Linked DNA regions of Sus scrofa: region 2 is linked to region 1. The links are chromatin contacts, called in public HiChIP or PLAC-seq maps. All regions are on one chromosome and are shown on one strand. The core of a region is the stretch at or near the end of the contact, and the rest is flanking DNA. Distances in the headings are between cores, read along the strand shown. Region 1 has its middle 29 kb from the start of A4GALT. Region 2 overlaps LOC100524254 (NADH-cytochrome b5 reductase 3-like).

Region 1 (3,672 bases), core at 96-2,595:
AAAATCCGGGAGTTCCCGCCGTGGCGCAGTGGTTAACGAATCCGACTAGGAACCATGAGGTTGAGGGTTCGGTCCCTGCCCTTGCTCAGTGGGTTAACGATCCGGCGTTGCTGTGAGCTGTGGTGTAGGTTGCAGACGCGGCTTGGATTCTGCGTTGCTGTGGCTCTGGCGTAGGCCGGTGGCTACAGTTCCGATTAGACCCCTAGCCTGGGAACCTTCACATGCCGCGGAAGCGGCCCAAAGAAATAGCAAAAAGACAAAAAAAATAAAAAAATAACAAAGACAAAAATCCCAAACACGAAGTTCCTCAAATCTCAGGGAAACGGAATCACCTCCTCATTTGCCTTTAGCAACCCACTGTTTTAATTGCAACGTGGAACTTTCTTATGACAAAAACTTTCTTGGTCATGAAAGCCCACAAGTGACTCCAGTCAATAACTGTCCACCATGGAGTTCCTGTCATGGCGCAGTGGTTAACGAATCCGACTAGGAACCATGAGGTTGCGGGTTCAGTCCCTGCCCTTGCTCAGTGGGTTAACGATCCGGCGTTGCCGTGAGCTGTGGTATAGGTCGCAGACGTGGCTCGGATCCTGCGTTGCTGTGGCTCTGGTGTAGGCCGGCGGCTACAGCTCCGATTGGACCCCTAGCCTGGGAACCTCCATATGCCGCGGGAGCGGCCCAAAGAAATAGCAAAAAAGATAAAAAAATTTAAAAAATAAAAAAATAACTGTTCACCTGAGTGGGGGAGGGGGAGAAAATGATGATGATGATGACGAGGCAGCGGCAGGGACAAGGAACCCTTTCCAGCCGTTACTCTCAGCCAAGCAGGCTCATAAGCGCTTTATACACGCTTAACGCATTTAAGCTTCACACTCACCCTTTGAGGAAGGGTGTATGTGACCCATTTTGCAAGATGGCTAGGTCAGGACAGAACATTTGTGGTCAATGTCATTTTTTTTTTTTTCCCCACTGTACAGCAAGGGGATCAAGTTATCCTTACATGTATATGTTACAATTACATTTTTCCCCCACCCTTTGTTCTGTTGCATCAATGTCATTTTGACACTGGTCTTTAATCAACTTCTGCTTCTCCCATATTTCGCCAGTCTGACCAGCCATGCCAAACGAGTCCCCCTGGACAGAAGCAGCCTATCACAGAGAGGCCAGCGTGGGGACTGTGCCCCTGAAACCAGCCACCTGACTTCCTTGCCTTCAGAACTCTGAGCCCCGCCAATGCTGCTCCATCACCCTCTCCTCCATTTCCGCCTCTGCTCGAGCTTTGCGGTGGCTGGGGCTCCCAGCCCCAACCCCGGGCCACCCCACATCCCCTCTCGCTTCTGCTTTTGTCACCCCTAGTCATGGCCTTTTCACTCTGTCCCCTGTCCCAGGAAAGTCCCTACATGCTCGACAACCTCAGAGAAGCTAAATAAATGGAATATTTCTTCACCAGGAAATGCCATATCCTAGCCATGCTGGGAAATCAAGTGTTAGGTTTTTTTTTTTTTTTAATCAGAGTTTATAAAACCCCTGATGACTTTGTGATGTTTTGGCAGAGAGAAAAAAACCAAACCAAAACAAAACACAAAAGCAGCATTTCACAAAATGGATTTCTGGCCGTTGCAAAATATTCATAAACTGTCCCAACTTCCCAGAGAGACTAAAAGGAAAATTCAGCTGCAAACAGCTTCTTACTTTCCATCTGGGTTTTAAATGCAGTCCAACCCCCAGTTCCATTACAGAAGGTCAGAACTGAGGTTAAGGGAAAATAGTTCACGCAAAGAAAAGGAAGAGAGCAGCCTCCAGTCTCGAGCCTCGAAACAGCTGGAAGCCCTCAGCTCCGCCCAACCCTCTCCTATCACAAAACCACAGAATTTCAGGACAGGGAAGAACCACAGACCTGCTGGCCCAGCTATTACATCTCTGGACAAGTCCTTTCCCTTCCTGTTGGATCCTCTGTAAATTACCATACAATTTGAGATGAAGAAACAAACACTGAAATTAACAAAGGCTTAAAGAAGGTAGAATTTTATTTCTCTCTTAGGTAAGAGGCCAGAGGTGGACAGTCAGGGCTTAAGGATTTGGCTACTTCCCCACATCATTCAAACACCCCAGGCTTCTGCTACCCTATTGGTCCCTCCACACTCAACTTCTGTCTCATGGTCCAAAGCGGTTGCTCCAGCTCCTGCCATTGCACCCCTAGTCAGCCAGCAGACCCAACCCAGAGATCACTCCCATCGCTTCTGCTCTTAACCCACTGACTAGACCTTACTCCCCTTAATTGCAAGGGGAACTAGGGACGAAGCACAGGTAGGTGGGAAGACAGGTGCCCAGCTAAAACATCTATTGCTACATAAGACAGAGAGATGGGTAATGGGGAGGAACTGCCATGTCTGACCCCTCGGGCTCTTGTGGGAAAATGCAAGTCATTCTATGGCACACACTTCCAGAATGCCTTGTACTGAAGTATGAAGAATGTCGCATTTTGTTTTATTTGGAACTTGCCAGTGTTTTGGGCACAGTTCCACTGTGTTGTTAATGCCAAAATGACATCTCAAGAAAAAACGTAATGGCTTTTGGATTTTGCTGCTGGTTCAGACGGTGGGCTCTGGACCCAGACGGCTCGGGTTTGATTCTGGGCCCTCTTCCTGCATGGCTTGTGGCGGGTTACCTACCTGCTTGTGACTCAGTTTCCTCATCTGTAAAATGGGCAGAATAATTGTTCTTGCCTTATTTGTTTGGAGTGGGACCGCTTGTGGGAGCGGCCAGTACTGTACTGGGCACATTAGGAAAAGCTTGATAAATCCTATTTCTATTATCATTCCAGCTCCTGAGCCTCCAGTCCCATGTCTAAGTCTGTTTCCTCATATGTAAAATCAGAGGTGTGGTAGCTGATCTCCAAAGATGGTTCCAAGCCATCCCTCCCCTCTTTTATGCACATGCCCCTCCTATCAAGACGTGGCACTTACATCTAACCCCTTGAGTCTGGACTGGGACCGGGAGCCAGCAGAAATAGCGGTGCGCCACTCTGGCCCTGACCTTGGAGAAAACAGGCTGCTTCCGCTTCCTTCCTCTTGGAATCCAAAGGCCATGCTGTGAGGAAGCCCGAGCAGCCGAGGGACAGGCCCACTTGGAGGATAAAAGAGGCTCCCAGCTCACCCACAGTCTCCACCGAGCTCCCAGCCTTGTGAGTGAGTTCTCCGGGGAGTGGATCATCCAGGCAGTCCACTATCCCAGCTGATGCCACGTGGAGCTGAGAGATGAACCCACAGGCCTATGAAATTGCAAATTGTTTTATTTTATTTATTTATTTTGTCTTTTTGTCTTTTCTAGGGCTGCACCCACGGCATATGGAGGTTCCCAGGCTAGGGGTCTGATTGGAGCTGTAGCCACTGGCCTACAACAGAGCCACAGCAAAATGGGATCTGAGCCGCACCTGTGACCTACACCACAGCTCATGGCAACACCAGATCCTTAACCCACTGAGTGAGGCCAGGGATGGAACCCGCAACCTCGTGGTTCCTAGTTGGATTTGTTAACCACTGAGCCACGACGGGAACTCCAAAACTGCAAATTGTGAGCAAAGAAACAACTGCATTTGGGGGTGGTTTGTTAGGCAGCAATAAATGACCAGAAGGCATTCGATGGATAGAAGTAGGATGCTGTGAAAATAAA
Region 2 (3,321 bases), core at 219-2,718, 44 kb after region 1:
TCTTTTTGGCCATGCCCACAGCATGCAGAAGTTCCCAGACCAGGGATGAACCTGTGCCTCAGCAGTGATAATGCTGGGTCCTTAACCCCTAGGCCACCGGGAACTCCCCTTTTCCTTTTTGAAAATTCTTTTTCCTTGTTTTTTAGTTCTAGAAGTAATTATAATTTTTCGGTGCTCGCTCTGTCTGTGAGGTGTGAGTGTCCCCCTTCCCCACTTCCAGTCGCAGGTCAGCCTGAGCCTCTTCTGGTGTCACATTCATATGTACATGGTGTGTGAAGGTATAGGTATGTGTGTATTTAATTTTTCTTTTTTAATAACCTGAGTTTTTACCCAGCTACACAACATGGACACCTTTTCCTGTCTAACCCAAAGCCTAATTTTTTTTTTTTTTTTTTTTTTTTTTTTTTTTGGTCACATCTGCAGCATGTAGAAGTTCCTGGACCAGGGACTCAACCTGAGCCACAGCAGTGAGAATGCTAGATCCTTAACCCTCTGCATCATAAGGGAACCCTCCCTCAATTCGTTATTTTTGATGACTGTCTAGTATTTTTTTTTGGTAAGGATGTCACACAATGGACCCTCCCAGCCCCTTTGAGCAGGTGGCAGACATCCCAGCCGTTACCCTCCCGCATGGTAGCCTAGACGTGGCTTTGCAAGGTCGGCAGGTGTGCCTGCTCTTGATACTGTTGCTGTGGCACAGGGAGGGCCCCCGGCTGCCTGTCCTTCCCCTCCGTGAGCTGAACAGACCAGGTGATCCGCAGGGCGGCCCAAAGCTCTGCATCTGCTGCTCACATCCCCTGGGCCAGCAGCCTTCTGCACGGCAGCTCCGTGCTAAGCCCTCTCAGACCCCAGCCTTGTGACTTCCGCTGTGCTGGGCTGGAGGTTGTGCAGCACAATAATTGTCAGTGTCTTTTCCTGATTTCTCTTCTTCCTCCAAAAACGTCTGTTGCGTGGTTTCCTGATCTCGAGCCCCAGGACCAGCTGATCGTCCTGCCATCCACTCGCAGGAGGCCCCGGGGCTCCGTTTGCAGCTTCAGGCCTGGGCTGTGGGACTGAGAGGCCCGCTGGCCACCAGCAGACTGACTGGTGGCTGGGCACCGTCTCTCCCGAGGTCCAGGCCACCTGCCTCTGCCGTGGTGCTCAGAGTGAGGCTCTGTCCCTCTGGAGAGCTCTGTCGCCCCCCTCCAGGGGGTATCACTGTCCATCACTGGACCTTGCCTCGTGTGGGTATGAGCGTAGGCTGGGCGGCTAGCTGCCTGCTGTCCCCATCCTGCTGACCTGGTGCCAGGGAGACCCCACAGGGGCCTTCCGGAGCCCGCTCGGAGTCAGGGCACAGGTTTGGTTCCCGGCTCTGACCACAGCTGCCTGCAGGGCACTCGCTGTCCTTGGCCCATTAACCAGGCTCCTTCCCCAGCTCAGCCTCGCCCTTCAGCAGCCTCTGCCCTGCCTGGAGGGGAAGTGGCCCTCCCCCAGTGACCACACCCGGGTGCACACGCTGTGCGGGGGTGAGGCCTGGCTTTGGGCCCCAGGCCTTGGCCAGCCCCAGCGACCGCCCAGGCAGCAAGGCTGCCACGCCTCCTGTCCTGCGCAGGCCACCCCGTCATGCTGCCCTGCTTCTGTCCCGGAGGGGAGCTTTCAGCATAGTGGCTTTAGAGCCCCTCTGTTGAGTCCCAGTCCTTGTCTCAGCACTGTGCACTTTGCCGGCCCAGCCCCCGAACTCTTCCCACCGCCCCAGGGTACTTCTCAAACTGGGGCAGAGATGGCTCCTTCGCTCCTGCCTTTGGAATTTTCTGGGCTGTCTGGCAGCCTCCCTTTGGGATCTTGAGCTTACTCCCTGCTCTGACTACCACACGATGTGACCCTGGGTGGGTCATTGTCCTTTTCCAGGCCAGCAGAAACTGAGACACACCCATGTGTGCCTGACCTCTGTGCGCACACACATGCGTGTACAGGTTGTGTGTCTACATGGGGTGTCGGTGTCACTTCTCGCAATGACGCTCGGGTGCTGGAGAGGGCTGGGGGTTCTAGGCCTAGTGGCCCCTCTGCCTTGGGTGCTGTCCAGCAACTCGGCCTCTTTGCAGGTCGTCAACCATGACACCCGGCGGTTCCGCTTTGCCCTGCCGTCGCCCCAGCACGTCCTGGGCCTCCCTGTGGGTGAGTGCGGCCCCGACCCAGCCCGCACGGCACCCGTGCTGGGACAGAGAGGTGGGGGCTTTCAGTTAGAGCAGGGAAGGCTTCAAGGAGGAGGTGACAGCCACCCTGGGCCTTCGAGGGTGAGTGTCAGAATGAGAGGGCAGTAGCCAACACGAGCAAAGGCAAAGAGCTGGGATGTGATGGCAGTCCCGGGGGTGAAGGGGACACTGGGAGCAAGGCCAGGCCAGGCTCTGAATGCTGGGCAGGGGGCAGGAAGCTGGTTGACAACACGCAGGGGCCCTGCAGGGGATCGTCCCCAGCCCAGATTCTCCCCTGCCGTCCCGCAGGCCAGCACATCTACCTCTCGGCTCGGATTGATGGGAATCTGGTCATTCGGCCCTACACGCCCGTCTCCAGTGATGACGACAAGGGCTTTGTGGACCTGGTCATCAAGGTGAGGTCTCAGGGCCACAGCTGCAGGGGGGTGGGGGTGACCACATCCCCCGCTGGTCTCCAAAGGCCCTATGCTCGCCTGTGTCTGGATTCCAAGTGCACAGCCGATCCTAGTTCATGGAGGTCGCGGCCAAGGGCAGGGCTGGGTTCAGGCCGAGCATCTTCAAACAAGGCCAGGTCCCCTGCAGAAGAGGAACCAGGAAGGCCCACCGGCTCGTGCAGGGCTGACTCTCTTGCTCTGGGAGCTGGGCGCCTGCTCATCCCCTGAGAGGCGTCCCACAGGCCCACTGGGGGTGCTGTGTGCGGGGTCATGGGGCTGGGAGCTGGGGTAGCCACACACCGTGGGGAAGAGGGAGCCAGTAGAAACGATAGACCAGAGAGACACAGAGCAACCAGCAAGGATCTTAAAAAACAAGATGCTGAGGGGAAGGAGAAATGACCACTTCAGCCTAGTACATTTTTATGAGAATTACAAGCTTTCTGGAGTTGCTGCTGTGGTGCAAGAGGAGTGATGGCACCTCTGCCGTGCCAGGACGCAGGTTCGATTCCCAGCCTGGCACCATGGATTGAAAAAAAGGATCCCGTGTTGCTGTAGCTGTGGCATAGGTTGCAACTGCAGCTCGGATCTGACCCCTGGCCTGGGAACTCCATGTGCTGTGGGACAGCCAAGACAAAGAGGACATCTAGCAGTGACCCATGTCCTCTGATTACACGTCCAACAGGTGTGAACCAGCC

Evidence for each region. HiChIP or PLAC-seq counts read pairs in DNA pulled down with a chosen protein or histone mark.
Region 2: a contact with region 1 is called in an H3K27ac HiChIP or PLAC-seq map of alveolar macrophages. The contact joins two enhancer-like sites. A contact is called at or near these places in 1 of 5 promoter capture datasets (fetal liver), 11 of 47 Hi-C or Micro-C datasets (blood, embryonic fibroblasts, epiblast stem cells and 7 more) and 2 of 2 datasets of contacts at active chromatin or transcription factors (alveolar macrophages and skeletal muscle).

Annotation. Positions count from the first base shown.
Region 1 is chr5:6,110,611-6,114,282 of Sscrofa11.1, forward strand. No RefSeq gene overlaps it. Among named protein-coding and RNA genes, the nearest start is that of A4GALT, 29 kb to the left of the region's middle. Within about 2 kb of position 1,346, at least 29 of the 83 cell types and tissues checked have an H3K27ac peak or open chromatin away from gene starts, as enhancers often do. A contact at or near this core is called in alveolar macrophages, fetal liver, mesenteric adipose tissue and 1 more, where this site is marked.
Region 2 is chr5:6,154,858-6,158,178 of Sscrofa11.1, forward strand. LOC100524254 (NADH-cytochrome b5 reductase 3-like) reads left to right here. Exons shown (of 10, transcript XM_003125982.4): 3 at 2,082-2,154; 4 at 2,481-2,587. Among named protein-coding and RNA genes, the nearest start is that of POLDIP3, 18 kb to the right of the region's middle. Within about 2 kb of position 1,469, at least 28 of the 83 cell types and tissues checked have an H3K27ac peak or open chromatin away from gene starts, as enhancers often do. A contact at or near this core is called in alveolar macrophages, fetal liver, mesenteric adipose tissue and 1 more, where this site is marked.